Linked DNA regions of Gasterosteus aculeatus: region 1 is linked to region 2. A link is a contact called in public Hi-C data. All regions are on one chromosome and are shown on one strand. The core of a region is the stretch at or near the end of the contact, and the rest is flanking DNA. Distances in the headings are between cores, read along the strand shown.

The links. Hi-C and Micro-C count contacts between places; a contact is called where the count stands out from the background.
Region 1: a contact with region 2 is called in a Hi-C map of tail fin, with 2.1 times the contacts expected there. The contact joins the enhancer-like site here to the promoter of LOC120829778 in region 2. A contact is called at or near these places in 3 of 6 Hi-C or Micro-C datasets (skeletal muscle, tail fin and whole body).

The regions. Positions count from the first base shown.
Region 1 is chr2:24,843,445-24,847,625 of fGasAcu3.hap1.1, reverse strand. No RefSeq gene overlaps it. Among protein-coding and RNA genes, the nearest start is that of LOC120828908, 18 kb to the left of the region's middle. Within about 2 kb of position 1,570, at least 3 of the 9 cell types and tissues checked have open chromatin away from gene starts, as enhancers often do.
Region 2 is chr2:24,636,600-24,640,861 of fGasAcu3.hap1.1, reverse strand. LOC120829778 reads left to right here and starts at 2,462. Exons shown (of 5, transcript XM_078087688.1): 1 at 2,462-3,822. The coding sequence starts at 3,704.

The sequences.
Region 1 (4,181 bases), core at 321-2,820, 210 kb before region 2:
TCTTCTCTTCATCCTTCAACACCAACGAGGAGAGCCCTTTGTGAAAGCCTCCGACAGCCTGAGGGGGATGCTCCTCAACCCTGTGCCTTGCTCATTGATATCTGCAGATGTGTCTGCCCTCCACTGGAGAAGGCGCTCACAGCGGGGAATTGAACCTTCCATGTGTTTGTGTACTTTCAAGACCGTGTGCTTGGGCCTGTCGATGTGTATTCCTGAACTTTGTGTTTGTGTGCATACGCTGCTTGAGGAGCTCCATGTTGTATTATTGATGGTCCTCAGGGAGGCATGAAAGCGTAAGCAGGAGGAAGAGAGGAGGTGGGGCTGGCATATACCACAGTGCCAGATTGCATTTAGCAGGCCCACTATGCATGGACAATGTCCAGGGACTATAGGTTTCTATTGAATCTAATGCTGACAGGTGAGGCCCCTGGAGGATAGTGGAGTAGGGAGTTAAACAGGAGGAGGATGGAGCAGGGCCTCTAATGTGAAATTTGCTTAGCATGTTGTTGAAGAACTGGGGTCCGTTTCAAGTAGGAGGTTTAACAAACTCTGAGTCAAACCCTAAACTCTGAGTTGATTTACCCTGAGGTGGAAAACTCTGAGGTTTGGGTTTCAGAACAGCTGTTTAGAGTCGGTTCAATCAGAGTTGAGCGTGTGGACCACCACAGTATGAAGGCAGCATGAATGGAGCCACGATACTACGAGTTACCATGACAACCACCACAAACAATATATTCACAAAACCTTAATCATTGCTATAAGACCTGGGCTGAGGCCAAAACTCTTCCAGGGGTAAGGGTGCTTAACCCTGTCAAATGCCTTTTCCTGGTCTAATGAAATGAGACCAGTCTTAATGCCCAATGAATCAGATGTCCAAAATATCCCGAATTAAGGACACATTTTCCAGTATGTTCCTGCCAGCCACACAGTAAGTTTGGTCTTGGTGGATGAACAGGTCCATTACCTCCCGTAGCCGGTTGGCCAATGCCTTGGGCAGGATCATGTAGTCCGCACAGAGAAGGGACACCGGACTCCAGTTCTTTAATTCTTGCAGGTCTCCTTTTTTCGGCAGCAAGGTCAGCACTGCCCTCCTGCAACTGAGCGGTTTAAAACTCTCATGAAAAACAGTTAAAACTCTACTGGAATCCCGTTGATTCCCGGGGCCTCACCCCGCTCCATGCTCTGTAGAGCTGCGAAGAGTTCGGTTGCCAACAGAGGACCCTCCAAACCGGCATTTATGTCCTCTGGAACTTTTGGAAGCTCCATGCAAAAACAGATCAAGATAAATTATTGATTTTCTGTACTATTTTCCTCAGCCGGTATACTTCCTGGTTTGTTAGGCCTCCTCTGTCCTTACTGCTCATATGCATCCGGGCAAATTTAGCGAGCTTCTCTTTATCGGAGAAGTAATCCTCAACCTTAACTCCCTTCATGTTTTTCGCTTTTTGTAGAAACACTTTTTTCCACACACTGACTCACTCCCCCTCACTCACCTGACTTACCTGCTGGGCAACCCCTGTCTCTTCCTGCCCCCCCTCACTCACCTGACTTACCTGCTGGGCCACTCCTGTCTCTTCCTGCCCCCCTCTCTCACCTGACTTACCGGCTGGGCCACTCCTGTCTCTTCCTGCCCCCCCCCCCTCACTCACCTGGATTAGCTGCTGTATTCCAACTGTTCTCTCTTGTCTCCCTTCATACCCCTGGCTTTCCTACTTAACTCCAACCCCACGCCCCTGACTCCCCTGCTGGACTTCCCCGGTCCCCTCCCCACCAATTGGCTTGACTTCGCCTCCAGAAAAATCACCACCGTGTTATTCAAACGGGCGGCGGACTTCACGCTGCCGTGCCCGACCACTCTCCCCACGGCCAAGCCGCAGTCCTCTACCGAGCACGAAAAACCCGGTGCGATCCCGACGCCGTGTTTCCTTGTCAGACGGGTCGGGTCCATGGTGGCGTTTAGCATGCTGACCAGCGCGAGCAGATCGGCTGCAAAAAACGCACACTTCAGGAATTCTAGCCCCCAAACAAGTCCACACAAACACTAAACACACTTATACACTACAATGCTATGTCTATATCACATCCAACAGTGAAAAGGTACGCTCAAAAAACAACAACTATGTCGCTCTCAACAACACGCTCTGCTCGCGCAAACCTCCTCTACTCGGAAAGAGAGAGAGAGAGAGAGAGAGAGAGAGAGATCTTGAACTTTTTAAATTTCGTTTTAATACTTTTCTAGCTGGACTTTTAATATAGTTGCAGTTATTTTATAGTATTATGGGTTTTTAGTTGATAATAAAATCATCTTTTTAACCTTGCTTTTATGTCTTGTGATCCATGCGGTTTTTCCACTGGTATAAAAGAACCTTGTTTTTATGGAGACCTAGACTCCTCAATTAGGTGGTATTGCTGGTTTTAATTCCTATTTTATATAAATTTGTTTGGGATTTTAAGTCCCCGCCTCACAGGGCTGACATGCAGACTGTAAAGCCCTCCCGGCTATACAAAATACAATAATTAAATTCATTTAATCTAATTTTAAACACGACTACGTGATCATCTTGGAGGTGGAACATGTTGAACTAGCGACTCTTCCTGCAGTGAAATAGCCAAATAAGTTCAGTGAGGCCGAGTCAAAGTCAAAGCTATGGCTCAAACAGAAAAAACAAAATCCCTCATAAAAGATTATTATCTGAGTTTGAATTGAGCAGATATTTGATATTTTAAGGAATTCCACATCATTCATACAAATACACCTCCGTCACAAACAGATTTTTTGTCAGCACTGGATCAGAATGGTGCTCGAGGATAGGCCCAATCCACACAGAGGGGGGGTACTGTGTGCCCATATGGCCGATACGCTATTGACAGCTGACCGTGTGCTTGACAGCAGTATTTCTTTTCTGAGTGCGTGTATGTGTGTGTGTTTGCTGTGCTAGTTGAGGGCACAAGTGTGCAGAGAAGGTGTCAGGTGGGTAGTTCTGCAGCGCCTGATTCCTTGGAACCTGTACAAACCTGACAGAGGTGTATATTGCGCTGATCAGGCTTCCGGCAGTTGTGGCATCTGTTGGCACTTCACGGTTAATGATCACTGTCAGCCAGGAGAGCCCCTCGCTCCCACCCCTGCCCCGGTTATTGATCTCCCCTCTCATTTCGTCCGCCCCCATTGTTTTGCAGCCCCCCCGCCCTCTGGGCCCATGACCATTGCTCATTATTGCCCCAACTCACGCACCTGTTCTCCTCACTGCTTATGACAAATGCTGCGGGGCAACAACAAATAAATAATGAATCTCCTTAAAATGCTACACATGGCATTCTTTAAGTGCAAATCTGAGATCCTTACCCCTTATTGTTACTACTTTCCCACTTGTAATTACACTTCACGTAATTGAAGTTTAATCTTTCCAAATATCCCCGTTTTACAGACATATTGTCAGAAATATTTGCCAGAAATGCACATTTTTCTAGATCAGGCCGAGTGACGCTAGGCAGACTGGAATTGTCATTGACAGCTACACAATGTATCATGATATGATACCTTCATACAGAACATGACATGACACAACATGACCCATTCTGTCAGGTGGAGAACTGTCATGCATGCTAATAGTACTTACATAGAACACACAGTACATGTCTAATGTTGTGTGCGAATCTGCTAACCTGGAGGCCAATCAGACTGAAAACCAGCGAGGGGAAGCAAGAAAGAGTCTTCTCTGCTCCAAACACTGTGACACAATCTGTTGAGTCTCCAGCTTGCACTCAAGAGCTGTTAATGAGTGTGCAGAGTTGAATGAAAATTCCCAGTTGGTGCAGAAAAGGTTTTTTTGAAATGGTGGTTTTCAGCATGAGGCATCGGGGAGAAAGTGAATGGTCTTGATTAGACATTGAAATCTTTTTGTATATGACAGGTGGCGAATTAAAAATGATGGTGGGAGGTGACGTTTTGGGGGTCATCAAGGGCTTCCTTTTTAGTGCAGGAGCAGACCTGTAGACAGAGGAAAGGCAGACAACAGGAGACAGACAAAAGAGAAGCCCATTGGAAAAGTGATAAGCGGAAATGGAAACAAGTGAAAAGGCAAACAACAACCTGGCAACTTCTAAACACAAGCTTGTGATTTATTTGGTTCCATGATAAGAGTTTTTGAATAAGAAGTCCCATTTCATCTGAATTTGAATAT
Region 2 (4,262 bases), core at 1,213-3,712:
CTCGGTAGTGTTGGTGGCTTTGAACCTGGAGGCTTTAGCCTGCTAGCTTAGCTTCAGGTACCCCTGAGGTGCACGAGATACGTAAGGAAGGAGACATTAAGCAACAAGCCGTTCTTTTGGTTACGAGTGAGACTCCTCAACCTACATGTTTCCTTCATTGATGAAATGTTAAATATACATTTTGCCAAATGTTCTCGTTTCTTTTGAAAGATCCAAAAAGAAGATTTTCATAAATTGTACATTTACATGAAACCTGTCACCTTTCTGAGTTCTTCAGATTTAAGTTACAGAGTGGACCTGGTGCAGACCTTCCTGCCATCTTCTGATGCTCATTGCAGCTTCTCAAGCTGTACAGATCACACAGCGGAACCCTTGGGAAGGACACGAGGATCCTTCTAGACACCTGATGACCAGGTAATCAACCAGTGCTTTGGGAATGTGGTACATCAAGGGTTCTGAATTAGATTTCAACTGGGACCAAAATCGGTTGCTTAACTATTTTAAGTATTCTCAACTCTTTTCTTGAGTCTAATGTTTGCTGGGATCTTCTCCAACCCTGTAAAACCTGCACCAACATACCTGATGTGAGTCGGACAGACGGATCGCGGGTCAGTCCGCCCGTGTTCTCCGTGCTGCCACATGTACATTCACGCACGTATCAGTGTGGAACTGCTGTGCGTGTTTTTAATTCCACACTTTTCCAGGGAGGGGGAAGGAATTTCAGAGTGGGGGCGCCTCCCTGTTCCAATGGTAAGAGAAACACCAGGTTAAGGCAAGCGAGTATCATTGTAACGTAGCAAAGCTAAAGGACAACTGGCTTAATGACGCACACAAACAGCAGCCTCCTAAGTGAATACCTTTGGGACCTAAAACTAGTCGTTATCCTTGTATTATACAGTAAATACAAAGCTGTACTGGGTTGACAGGCTTCAGACTACCAGGAACACTCGCATCACTCCACGGAGAACCTCCCAATGGGGTATTTCTCTAACTTCAACCGGTAAAGCTGCTGCTCCCTCACTTTTATTCACCTTGTGATCTTCGCTGTTGCCACGGCAGCAGAACACAACAAAGCATCACGTGCCGTAACATTTGTTTCCAGGCGCCGGGTTTCTTCTTCTCAGAGTAGCACCAAGGCCCGGCCCACAGCTCTGGTTCTGTCGCCGCCCCTCTGTGGTCCAGGTGGGAGAGAATGATTGTCCAGCGGCAGCAGTCCAGCGGCGGGACTCATCTCCTGTGACATCGTGTCCAAAGAAATGCTCTCACCTTATTTCAAAGTGGCAGGTTTTCCCTCAGCGCCGGTTTGCAGCAGTTTCCTTGAAATAAAGCTCTCCTCTTTCCTTCTGTTCGGTCCAGCTTTCCCTCGTCTTCTTTCCATTGCATAAGTGTAGCCACTCTCCGTTGGTCCCTCTCTTTTGGCCAAAAGCTTAAAGAGCGCAGAAAATCCCACCGTTATTATGACTTCAACTTTCCACTGTCTCGGTGCCCTCCAGAAGGGAACAAAGTATTATCATTGCAGTTAGAACTCCTGCCCAGTGTAAAGCTCTGCAGTGTTCACGGAGTAGAAATACATACGCAAGTGTGACATAATATCTGTAACAAAACACTGTTAACACATGAGTAGATGAGCTAAAACCTGCTAACCCAACGTTCAGTAGGTGAAAGTCCCCCACCGGCTGATGTAGAGGACAGCGGTTTCACACCGAGATAGGTACGTGTGTCAGGTGGTCAGGTGTCTCAGTGGTGATCACCTCGAGGACTAAACTGAGGGAACATGCAGGGAGGACGGAGAGGATGTACATTAAGTCTGAAAATAGCATCGCATGCTCCATGTTCAGGGTCAATGATGGAAGGATGTGCCGATGGAACCTGATTAGGGGCATTCAGAGGGAACGGTTAGTCGATGAAAAGAGGCGAACAATTATTGGTTCTAATCAGGGCTCAAAGTGGGCCGCTACTCACCGCTATTCAGTACCGGCACAGTACATTTCACTCTTTACCGGCACCTTTTTGTTGCGTACTGCTGCTTCTCGCATGTATCCGGCCTGGTACTCAGAGGCATTGGTACCCAGAGGGCACGAGCACTACGCCACCTACCTCAGGTCCTGATGAATCACATTTCAATTCATTTTATTTTGTATAGCCAAAAATAGCAAATGACAAATTTGCCTCAGAGAGTTTTACAGTGATGCGACACGTCCTCTGTCTGGAAACCCTCACATCGGCACAGGAAGACAAACAGGGACGAAACCTTAGTGAGACCGTCATCCCTCTCCCCTTTAAAAAGAACAAAGTGCTGAACACGTAGCAGCATCCTGTGAGCTCAGACAGAAGCTGTCAACAGACGGGACGGAAACGCTCAACTCAAGCCTTTGCTTCTGACAACAGCACGAAAATATGACCACAGAGACTCAAGAGCACACATTAAGGCAGCGGGATAGAGGAGATGACACCCTGCAAAGAGCTGAGCAGGCAAGTTCAATCTATGCACACACACGCACACACGCACACACGCACACACGCACACGCGCACACACGACTTGTTTAAATAAATACATACATTTATGTTGCTGTTAATGAATTGTTGTTGTACCTCCATGTCTCCAAGCTTTGTTTTCCTCTGTATAAATCTCAGAGGTCACAATGATTTTCAAGCACTGGTTCAAATAGCTCCAATAATTACACAGAGGGATGTTTGTCAATTTAAAAGAACAGTTTGCACATAAAGATAGTTAAGTTAAATAGTACATGCTTTATGGCTGATGGACATGATTCTGCCACTACCAGAGACATGTTAGGCTTCTCCATCTCACTCCTCAGCATTCCAAATATGGTTCCTACATTTCATTGGTGGCGAAAAAACACACGGCAACTGCCCTATTCTGAGACGGCGATGGAAAAATGATGAATGCAAGGTTTCAAAAGGTGCAGGTCTATGGGCTCACCTGCAGGGTGGACCCCACGGTCACATCTGGGTGGCTCCTCTTGGTTTGCAGACCTCAGCTGGATTGAAGAGTTCTTTCTTCTTAGCAACCAGTAGGAAGCACTGGAGCATCCTTTACGAAAGGATGGAGATCATACATGTCGTCGCTGCACACTGACCGTCTCTGTATGTGTATTTACGTGCGACATGTGGCGATGTGCACACATCGTCATTGAATCCTATCCTTGTTTTGTCTCTGTGACTTAATTATTCCGTTTGATATGCGTGGAATAGATAAAACGATTACTAACCGAACAAGTTATTTTCTAGATTAGATCTTCATCGCACAACATGTGACTAATAATCTAGCGGTCAGTATTATCATTAACCAGGAAAAACACATTTCCTACATGGTGCTTGTTGTCAAATCTAATCCAATTAACTCTCTCATGTGGAAACATCTGGATACAGCGGCACGCCACAGTGCATTGTGGGTAGTCCGGAGCAGGCGTGACATAAACGCCGATGACCAATGCCGACGCCAATGACGTCACGAAGCGCCCTCCCGCTCAACAGAGGGCGGTTCGAACCTTCAAGCTGTCCGCGAGCCGCCATCCGGCCGCAGAAGAAGAAGAAGAAGAAGAAGAAGAAGAAGAGGAAGAGGAAGAAGAAGAAGAAGAAGAGGAAGAAGAAGAAGAAGAAGAAGAAGAAGAAGAAGAAGTTCTGTTTGGGACACACGCGCGGAGGTTTAAAGGTGCTGTGATGACGTAATGTAACGAAATGTCTCAGAAACATTCAAAGTCGAAACTTAAACGCAACAAGTCGTCCTTCAGAGACGAGCATCCGGCGAAGACGTCACCGAAGAGGAGCGCGCTCGCGCCGACAGCGGAGACCGGGAGGTGCGTGCGCGTGCGCGCCAAGCCGCGAACCACGTGGGATCTGACGCACACCTGCGCTCCGACGTCACATCTCGGTTTGGTTTAAGGAAGAATCGCATATTACAGAGTAATGTGAAACGTTACAGACGAGGAGCTTTTAACACGTGAGATGTTGACCCCGTTGACCTTGTTGACCAAATCAAAGACCGATGCAGAATAACAACCGACGCCTGACACTAAACTAACTAAACTAACTAACTAAACTGAACTGAACTGCAACAATGAGTACAAGACGCGCGTCCTCTTAGAGGCCTTTATAAGTACAGGGGGACACATGTCCACACAACGTCCTGCAGTTGCTTCTGGAAAAATGTGAAGGCATTTGTGCTTTTACACTTTGAAGGTCCTGTGTGGATTTGCATTTGTCTGCCTCTTACTTTGTTCTTTACACAAGTAGACAC